Linked DNA regions of Mus musculus: all the other regions are linked to region 1. The links are chromatin contacts, called in public promoter capture Hi-C maps. All regions are on one chromosome and are shown on one strand. The core of a region is the stretch at or near the end of the contact, and the rest is flanking DNA. Distances in the headings are between cores, read along the strand shown.

Region 1 (3,248 bases), core at 713-3,212:
GATCCAAAGGCAACAGAAGGAGACTATGCTCCACACTGTGCAGAGCTCGAGCAGAAGAGACCTCAAGCCCTCCCCCACTTCCTCCAAGGCCACACCCACTCCAACAAGGCCACACCTCCTAATAGTGCCACATTCAAACACATGAGTCTACGGGGGCCATACCTATTCAAACCACCACGTTTATACCTCCAAGGTCCACACGATTATTAATTAATAAAATGCCCACACAGAATTTCCTACAGGCAAATCTGATGGAGGTGTTTCCATAACTGAGGTTTCTTCTCAGACAAGTCAATTTATGTCAAACTGACAATAAACTTACCAGTACAGGTTCTTGTTTTCAGAGTTAGTCCAAAAGTGCTTAAGCTGAGCCTCACACGCCATCCACCATCACCAGCAAACGTCCATAATCTCTCCATAGAAAGGTACCTGGATATGGGGGCAGCCCTTGAGGCCTGAGCCCTTAATCCCAGCACTCAAGAGGCAGAGGTAGAAGGATTTCTGTGAGTTTAACGTTAGCCTAGTTTACATAATGAGTTCCAGGTGAGCCAGAGTCACAAAGAGAGACCCTGTCTCAAACAAAACAGAAGTCTACGTGTGACTGTAAGGCTCCTGTCTGGAAGTTTAGCTCTTGTCTTCTATTTTTTGAGATTCTTGAGACTAACTCGCTCTGGGCAGACTCTTGTCTACCCTTAGAAAGGATCTTGGAGGCTGCCTGTGCGCTCGGTATTAGTGTGGGTTTTGTTTTTAGATGGCTGGTCTCCTGCAGCCCAGACTATCCTCTCAAACTTGCTAAGAAAGCATTCCCGGAGGTGACCTGGACCTCCTAATCACCTGCCTATGCTCCACGAGTGCTGGGATGACAGGCCTGCAGTGCAATGCCTCCCTCTGTCTAGCCCTTCCAGACTCCTGGAAGCCAGGACTCCAAATGTGGCTGACATTATGTGTGAGCTCAGAGAGAACGCAGGCTTTGGCAAGACTCCTGTGCAAGCACAGCCACGGAGACAAGTCTGGGGAAACAGTTGAAATCAAGAGTATCGAGAAAAATTTGGCTGCTCTGGAGAACACAGGAGCGCTGGCTATATTTAAACTCGGAGTCACATGACTAGACTCTACTTGGGCAGGAGTAAAACGTGTTTTCTTTTAAATGATTAAACTGAGTTGAACTTTGCTCAAGGAAAAAATTCATTCTCTCTGACTTTTTTTCCCTTGGCTTGATGAATTTCAAGATGAGATTTGTTTTCATAAAGAGAAAACTTACGTCAGTAATCTCTAACCTAGACACATCTGTGCACCGTGTATCCCACTTCTGTGGGCATACATCTATTCCTGCGGTGATGAAAATAGTAAAATTTTATGCCTCCGTTGGAAGAATTTCACCCAAAATTCCACTTTCACATTGGGTTGGCCAGTACGGATGCGGTTATTGGCAAGCCAAAATCAGAGAAAACCAAACTTCGGGGTATTTAAATCACCCTGCCCTGGAAAGTGCTGGAAGGGAAGCAGGCAAAGAATTAGCCTATGGTAAGCCTCCAGAAATTGTCCCGTAAAAGCACAAATCTAGCCAAGCCAGGGTCGCCCCAGTCCTGTAGAAACCTCAGTGGTGACAGCTTTAGTAACCAGATCTATACCTGGAGAAAAGGAAGCCAGAGCCTGCGGTGAAGCGGCCAGAGGAACTCCAATCGGAGGTCAGAAAGATGGTGAAGAGGAAGGTCGTCTTTCGACCTCTAAATTCACCCTGTCCGGGCCGGGGGGTCGCAATCTTCCACAATCTAACCACCCCAAATTCTGCGCATCCTTCCCTCCCAGGAAGTCACACGCCCACTCCAGAGTCTTCTCCTCTACCCTCGAGTCCCTGTCCAGGGACACGCCCTTCAGTGTGCCCTGCCCAGGGCCTCTGGTACACGCCTCTCAACCTCTCACTCCGGCTGGCCACCCTGAAGCTCTCCCCTCCCTTGGACATTCTCTCTCTCTCACACTCACACACACATCTCCGGCTCTCCTTTTCTGTCTCCCTCCTCCTCTCACCTTGTCTCTGCTCTCTCAGACCTGTACCTGAAGCCCCAACGACCTCCTTTCCGACAGTGCTAGTCTCCAACCCCGACTCCTGATCTTCCCCTTCCCTGGCATCCGGCTCTGCTTCAAGCATTCTTCTGTCTTTCACCCCCCAGCTCTTTTCAGCCGGTGCCTTGCTCCCCTTGCTCCCAGCATGACTCCCACCCGTGCTCCATGGGCCTCCCCCAAACTTCTCCAAGATGATTCTTTCGCCCTGACTTCCCTTCCACCAGTCTATCCACTCTGCACCCTTTAAGGCTCCCTTCCATACAATACTAACCCTGTTGCACCTCCCTGCAGTGCCACCCTACCCCAAACTTCCCACACCCCCGCCGCACCCTGAGAGTCTCCCAGGGAGTCACTCCCACCCTCTCTTCATCCCGCTTACTCTCCTTCCCCCCCAGGATCACCTTCCCCATTTTCTCCCTGTCTCACGGCGCTCCCCCTGCCCCACCCCGTTCTTCATCTCCTCCAAGTCTTTCCCCATCCTCCCATTCTCCCCCTGAGGAGCGCCCCCTCTCCCCTAGCAGCCTCTACTTCCTCCAGCCTCCCAGATCATCCTTGCTTCTCTGTCTCTTCCATCCCCGCGCCCCCCGTGACTCCTCCTGCTACCCCCGTTTCTCATAGCTCCCATCCCCCGTGACTCTCCTCCCTCCCTATCTCTCCATCGCACCCTCCGCCGCTCACTCCTCCAGAATCCCCCTTGCTGTTCCCTCGCCCCATCTGGCCCGCCGCGCTCCCGCCCCAGTCCCGCCCGGCTCCCAGGCTGCGCGCTCCAGGCTGGGTGCGCGCCATGGGCAGCGGCAGCAGCCGGAGCGGCCGGATCCCGAGGCGGCGACGCAGCCCTGACAGGCGTCAGACAGGCCCGGGAGAGACAGCCTCGGAGGGCGGCACGGCTGACCAGGCCCGGACGGCCGCGGGGCAGGAGGAGAGCGGCCGCGACCCCCGACCCGCGACGCCCTCCGGTGGCCGGGAGGAGACCCTACGCCTGCTGGATCAGTTGCTGGCCGAGTCGGAGGCCTGGGGGCCCCAGGAGCTGACCCCACGAGGCCCCGCCCGGCTCGCACCCGCGGTGAGTATGGGGGCCAGGCCCTCCACCCATCCCTCTGCATCCCTAGTATCCTCCCACCCAGGCCTCCGTCCCTACTTGGCGCCTCTGTCCCCAGCTCACCCAGAGTGGCCCCCCACCCCCG
Region 2 (3,388 bases), core at 159-2,658, 170 kb after region 1:
CTGTCCATTGGAGCTGGCTTTAGCTCAAGTGTCTACTTCCTTAGGCCAGTCTTTTTGTCTAAAATTCTGTAGACTACTTTGAAATATGTAAATACCTACTACTGTGTAACAGGGCCTTTCTATAGTTTTGATATCAACTTGTCCTAACAAACACAGGCTGCCTATAATTTAGTCTTTACAGCAGCAATGAATGGTTTTATATAACCACTAATGGCCATTTTGTTAGTAAAAAGATTCCCTGTTCAACTTTTCTTAGATATATATTTAAGATGTCGACACAGGAATATTAATGTCATTTTTCTCTTTAAAGTATTTTATTCATGTTAGATAATTAACTTTCTAATATTTCATGTGAGATAAACAGTATAATTTCCACTCTATTAGTAAAAACTCAAATTATTAGACTTAAGGAGAACTAACTTTAAGAATTAGAACCCAAGCTACATGCAACAATTTCTCATCATTGTCAGTTTGACTGGATTTGTTATCACCTAAGAGACATACACCTCAGGCATGTCTAGAGAAATGTTTCCAGAGAGGTTTAACTATGGTAAGATCCACCCTGAATACAGATGACTCTAACCTATAGGCTGAGTCCTAGACTGAATATAAAAGAGGAACTAATATAAAGCAGCAGCAGCCCTTTCCTCTCCTTCCTGGTCTGATGTGAGCAAGACGACCACGACGACCACGACGACCACCACCACCGACATGGTGGTCTGAATCCCCTTAAACCACAACCCAACGCAAATCTTTCTTCTTTTAAGTTAGTTGGTTTGTCAGGTTCGTAGTCAGAATAATGAGAAAGCAGCCCATGTACTACCTAAGTTTTCCAGGCCTTTCCTCATTTTAGGCTTTCTTATAAAATTAAAAATATCCAAAGGATGTTCCTAAATTCACACAGATAATCAGGAAAAAACAATCAGGAAGTAAGTTCAGCTTACCTCAAAAGGTCTGAAACTGTAATTGTTTCCCTCTGCCAGAGCAAGGAGAGAGAGCAGAGAGCAAGTGTCCTGGGCACCGTCATCTTCACAAGCCCCTTCTCCTTCCGCTCGGAGTACTCCACTCCATCAACAGAGCCAGAGCAGACAGACGCTGCGTATTCAGAAACGCAGTGAAAGGTTTTAAAATGAGGAACAAAACAACGGCCAGATTCACATTGTGTCTACACTCTAGTTAGGGTTATCTGTGGGAGTAGGGTGGAATGAGATTTTTAAAAGAGATGTAAATTTTTACATAGTGAACACAAGCTACTTTTAAAAATAAAAGGTCAAACAATCAGAGGGAAAATTCCAAAGGGCTTGGATGAGGTAGCACTCCATCCCCCACCCAGCCTCCAGGTGTCCTCTAGCAGACGCTATAGCCAAGCTTACAGACTCTACAGAGACCTACCTCACTTTCTGTGCCACTCCCCTAGGCCTGGGGAAATAACAATGACCTGTGTTTCACCTCTCCTGTAATTTACACTCTACTAAGCCATAAACAACCATCATGGTAGACAGAGAAAAGTGTTATCCAGAAAAACAGCAATGCAAGGGGCATCCAAAGGTTTCTAGAAAGGGGGCAAGATGGCTCTTTTGAGCAGGTGATCAGAAAGACCTCTTTAAGAAGGTGTTATCTGAGCAGAAAGCTGACAAATTCTACCTTGAGGGGAAATCCCAGCATGCCAACAGGAGTGAGGATGAGCACATGTGAGTGTGTGTGAGTGTGAGTGTGTGTCTGTGTTTGTATGTGTGTCTGTACGTGTATATGTGTGTGTTTATCTGTGTCTATGTGTGTGTGTATGTGTCTCTGTGTATATATCTGTGTGTGTATGGGGGGGGGTGTGTGTGACACACACATACATAGAGCTCAAAGGACAACTTTCAGGAGGCAGATTCTCTCTCTCCACCATGTGGGTCCTAGGGATTGAACTTGAATCAGAGTTTGTGGCAAGTGCCTTAGTCTGCTAAGCCATCCTGCCAGCCCCATGGTGGCAACTTTAGAACTACTGTCCCAAATCAGAAATCAAGATATAATACTAAATGAAGGCTGAAAACATTTGTGAGAATGGTAGACGACTTAACTCTCTCTCTCTCTCTCTCTCTCTCTCTCTCTCTCTCTCTCTCTCTCTCCCCCTCCCTCCCTCCCTCCCTCCCTCCCTCCCTTTGCAATATTTTATAACATGGAGAACTATTTGAATTATATGTACTTAAAATCTTGCCTTTCAGCTAGGCATTGTGGCACACAGTGGTGGCCCTTGCCTTTAATACCAGCACCTGAGAACCAGAGCTAGGCAGACCTCTGTGAGTTCAAGTCCAGCCTGGTCTACAGAATGAGTTCCAGGACACTCAGGGCTGTTACAAAGAGAAACCTTGTCTTAGACAACAAAACAAAACAAACCCCTTGCCTTTCTCTCTACATATGCAAATAAACAGCTTTCTGAATGCCGCCTATGGCAGTAATAATTATTTCTGAGTGGGATGGTATCTGGTTTATCTTCCTTGTAACAGCACTTTATAGGTTTTGTTTTGTTTTTTTTTTTTTTGTTTTGTTTTCAAGACAGGGTTTCTCTGTATAGCCTTGGCTGTCCTGGAACTCACTCTGTAGACCAGGCTGGCCTGGAACTCAGAAATCAGCCTGCCTCTGCCTCCCAAGTGCTGGGAGTAAAGGTGTGTGCCACCACACCCGGCAGCACTTTATAGTTTTAGAGTTGTATCCATAATTTAGTGTAAAAACTAAAAGAAAGCTCCAGAAATCATCATTTTAAAAAAAGATTTGTTTTTTATTTTCATACATGCGTGTTTGTATGTGTGTGTGCACCACCTGTGTGTTCCTCAGCATAGGCCAGAGAGGAAACCAGATACCCTAGAACTGGAGTTCTAGCCAGTTGTGAGCTGTCATGTGCATGCTGAGAACTAAGCCCAGATCCTATGGAAGAGCAGCCAGTGACTGTCACACATGTGTACTCTCCTATACACACAATAAATAAATAAGTACGTTTTAGAAGGTGCTAAGTAAACTGTTTCTCCGTTTTACCTGACTTTGGGGATCCTTTGGTGACAGGGAAAGGCTTTGGAATCTGAGGGTCAGATTGGAACTCTGCTTCACTTTCAAGGGGGCATGTGGTATCACTTAGCAGCTCAAGATCACTGCCCAAGTCCGAGGACTGCACACTGTCTTCTAATACCTGTTCATAAGATAACAGAACCAGAAATTACTGCTGGAGTTGAAAAGTTAACTTCTGTGACCCTAAACAGCTACTGCTTGTCAGTGCATCTGAGAGTCCTTTCTGCGGAATTGTTCCCATCAGCAATGCTTCCTGGAGAGGGACTGCAAACAAGGCTAAGTGAGGAAACAAGTCACACACACACACACACTCATCTCCTTCTTCCAAGTGTACCTCTCT
Region 3 (3,350 bases), core at 545-3,044, 230 kb before region 1:
TCTGCCTCTAGCCTGGACATGTCTCAGGAACCCAAGATCAAGACAACAAATTGCCCAACATCTCAACTTGGCTGTCTAATGAGCACTGAACTAAGCATCCTAGTTTACCTTTTCCAGTTCTCTTCTCCAAATGAGAGAGGAAGGGGGCGGGGTTGATTTCATGTTTCAGGGCTTTGTCAGTGCTATCTAAGCAACTACTATCACAGCTTCATCCCCAGCCTCAAAGGTCACTAATGTTTAACTACCATTCCAGGCCCATGCTTTAAATCTCTTCACCTTACATCACTCCTGCCTGCATACACATCTATCTTCAAACCACACCCTGAATTGAGTGCTTTCCTACCTGGCACACGTGCCCACCACAACCATCATGGAATTGGCTAGTCTCTCTTCCTCCATTCTCAGCCCCTGACTGATTGTCCAACAGCACTGGAGGGTGCTTGGAACTTGATCTAACACCTTTCCCCAGCACCTTAGAACTTTGATGGTTCTTTAATTACTCCCAGAAGCTATTTTAAAAAAACAAACAAAAACAAAACGAGTTTACTCTGTTTTTAAAAAATGAATGATAAACACTTACATGGATTTTCATTTTTTATTCCAACCAAAGAACACAGAATTGGTATTTTACAGTTTCCCTGTCGGGGCACACATGGTGAGTAGTTGATTTAAAAGGATTCATGTGCCCACATGCTATTCCAGATGGGGTCCCCCATTAGGATGATAGAAAACAGATGCTGAACTGCTTGCCTCTGTATTCATCAAAGCTGAAAAACCAGTAAACTGAGGGGCTGGAGAAACAAGGGACTTGGTACCTACATCAGGTCAGTTGGTAACAGCTAAACCAGGTCTCTGTGGTGACTATAATGAGCCAGAGTTCCCTCTCTGGAGCTCAGGTGGGCTTGGAACTCATTCACTATGTAGCCAGACTAGTCTTGAACTCATGTTGATCCTTTCTCCCTGGTCTCCAAGTACTGGGTGGGATTACAGGTGTGATCTGCCATTCTCCATAGGGATTATGAGGTGGGTAAAGCAGGGGGCTTCTGGGACCTCTGAGAGCAGCCTGGCTAATATTCTACCACACATTACCACTCAGACAGAAGCCTGAACTGAAGCATCTGCGAGCAGGCACTGCCAGGTCCGTCGCAGCTCCCGGCTGGTGCAATGTCTGCATTAATCTGTTCCATTTCACCTTAAAGATAATTGTGGTCTTGTGGAATTGCTTCTTGCTGAGCCATGTTGAATCCCGTTTGTCTCCTCTCTCTGTACTCACCAGAGCTGCCCAGTGGAAACAGGGCAGGCAATGGAAGCCAACCCAGCCGAATCTGCTGGTGGCTGACACAAGCCTTCCACACGAGGTCAAGTTTACTCTGCTTGGCGTCTCTAAAGTCTACCGTTCCCCTCTCAGCACACACTCAAACATTCTAGGCATGCAATGAGACTAAAGAGACACCTCTAAAGTCGTGTTTCACACTTGCACCTCAAGGCCAGTCCTTTCCAAATCTATTCTGATATGGGCTGTCATTCACTTCTATTTTTAGGACATGGTACTTCAAAATAAAACTAGAAACCTCTCAGCCTAGCAAGCTCTTCTACTTCAACTTTTTTCTTTCTTTTTTTTTTTCCTTTTTCCTTTTTGAAAACCAGTTTTGCTACGTTGCTCAAATGCCACCTGGACTCCGTGATTCTCCTGCCTCGACCTCACAAGCAGCTGGGACTACACACACAACTCTAATGGCCTTGGAACTGCCTACCCATTTGAATAGCAGTAAAAATTATCCCCACACTACAAATGAACAAAACTGCCAACACTGATGCAGGGGAGAGTGCAGAAGTAGTGTGGGGACACCCTGGGTTTAGCCCCAAATACAGTGAGACAGTTCCTAAAAAACTCAGTAACTGGCAACATCTTAAGGACAGGCCTGTGGGCTGGAGAGACAGCTCCACGGTTAGGAACAGGTGTTGCAGGGTGGGGATTTAGCTCAGTGGTAGAGTGCTTGCCTAGCAAGTGCAAGGCCCTGGGTTCAGTCCTCAGCTCTGGAAAACAAAACAAAACAAAACAAAAAAACAGGTGTTGCTCTTGCAAAAGATCCTGTTTGATTCCCAGTACCTATGCAGTAGTTCACAAGCAAACATAACTCCAGTTCTAGGGTTCCCTTCACAGTGCATATGTGGTGCACAGACACACATGCAAGCAAAACATTCACACATAAACTAAAACGAATATATCTAAAAAATTGCTAATAGGCAATTAATGGCAATAATTTGAAATAAGTAGCACCTAAACTGTCTACTTGCCAAAGTGCTAAATATGCACTGTGTAAAATATTTCAATGTAACATATGCTAGAAAAAAGACAATTTGATGTTCCATATAGGTAAGAACAAGAGAAGAGAACAAGCCACAATAAGTCTAAAAAAACCAGAGATCTCGAAAAGAGGCTTGTTTTAAAAGTACCCACGTTTCCTTCTTAAAGAATATGTTTAGTCAAGTCTGTCCGCTTAACTAAATGATCGTGTGCAAGGTGATGTGAAGAACTCTTTTTCCATGTGATAGCATCTGAGAATGTGGCCTCAAGTATATGCTGTGACTCTAAAACCAACACTGCAAAGGGAGCCTGCCTTTTCTGCATTCTCATCCATGCTTTTAGAAAAATCATGTATGCACAGAGTATACAAGTTAAAGTTCACACCTGGCCCATTGTGACAGATGCGGGCTGCTCCTACAGCTGCCTCACACTCCCTGAGCAGGAATTCTGCTCTGCCGGCCAACGGTCCACTTCACCTAGTGTTCAAAACCACACAGATCTAAATAAACTGCCTATCTCTACTGGAGTACCAGCCTCTCTGGGATGCCACCCCCTGCAAGCAGAGTTTCAGCCATCCTGACATCACCAGGCCTCCTGTGAGTCTACAACTTCCACCCTGATGCTCTTCCACTGGGTTTAGAAGAAAACACAGTATTTGTACTTTTGTATTTAATCTTCTAGACTGCAACAGCAATCTGGCCTTAAAACCACTATCCTAGTATCAAACTTTTGAAATCTCTCTGCTAATCTAGGATGCCATTCTAACAATGCATTTACATATCTGGTAAAACTGTAAGAAGTGTAGAATTGAACACTTTTTATTTTATGCATTGTGTGGTGACACTCTGATGTAGAGTCTATACAGGACTCAGTGACTGGTCGTTCTCTGCTCATCCACAGAGAACCAACTCTCCGGGCATGCTCTCTCAGTACCACATGCACACTTACATGAATAAACAGGACGCCCTTATTTGAAGTCTGAATTCCTCCCCAGAGTTCATTTGTTTTGAGTGTCACTTTAACACAAACACAAACTCATCTT

The links. Promoter capture Hi-C pulls out the DNA fragments that hold promoters and counts their contacts.
Region 2: a promoter capture Hi-C map of embryonic stem cells shows a contact between it and region 1. The contact joins the enhancer-like site here to the promoter of Cys1 in region 1. A contact is called at or near these places in 7 of 39 promoter capture datasets (the C10 cell line, the HPC-7 cell line, cranial neural crest and 4 more), 1 of 484 Hi-C or Micro-C datasets (nephron progenitors), 1 of 115 datasets of contacts at active chromatin or transcription factors (stem cell-derived neural progenitor cells) and 2 of 9 other capture datasets (adipose tissue and liver).
Region 3: a promoter capture Hi-C map of neural stem cells shows a contact between it and region 1. The contact joins the enhancer-like site here to the promoter of Cys1 in region 1. A contact is called at or near these places in 5 of 39 promoter capture datasets (cranial neural crest, embryonic stem cells, frontonasal cranial neural crest and 2 more), 2 of 115 datasets of contacts at active chromatin or transcription factors (embryonic basal ganglia and pancreatic cancer cells) and 1 of 9 other capture datasets (liver).

What each region holds. Positions count from the first base shown.
Region 1 is chr12:24,680,509-24,683,756 of GRCm38.p6, reverse strand. Cys1 (cystin 1) reads left to right here and starts at 1,962. Exons shown (of 5, transcript NM_001004455.2): 1 at 1,962-3,127. The coding sequence starts at 2,849. All of the region lies in intron 1 of Gm36129 (a long non-coding RNA gene), which reads right to left.
Region 2 is chr12:24,514,566-24,517,953 of GRCm38.p6, reverse strand. It overlaps Taf1b (TATA-box binding protein associated factor, RNA polymerase I, B), which reads right to left. Exons shown (of 15, transcript NM_020614.2): 6 at 3,019-3,169; 7 at 945-1,095. Among named protein-coding and RNA genes, the nearest start is that of Taf1b, 18 kb to the right of the region's middle. Within about 2 kb of position 1,408, at least 12 of the 459 cell types and tissues checked have an H3K27ac peak or open chromatin away from gene starts, as enhancers often do. A contact at or near this core is called in embryonic stem cells, where this site is marked.
Region 3 is chr12:24,910,500-24,913,849 of GRCm38.p6, reverse strand. All of the region lies in intron 3 of Mboat2 (membrane bound O-acyltransferase domain containing 2), which reads right to left. Among named protein-coding and RNA genes, the nearest start is that of Kidins220, 63 kb to the left of the region's middle. Within about 2 kb of position 1,794, at least 12 of the 459 cell types and tissues checked have an H3K27ac peak or open chromatin away from gene starts, as enhancers often do.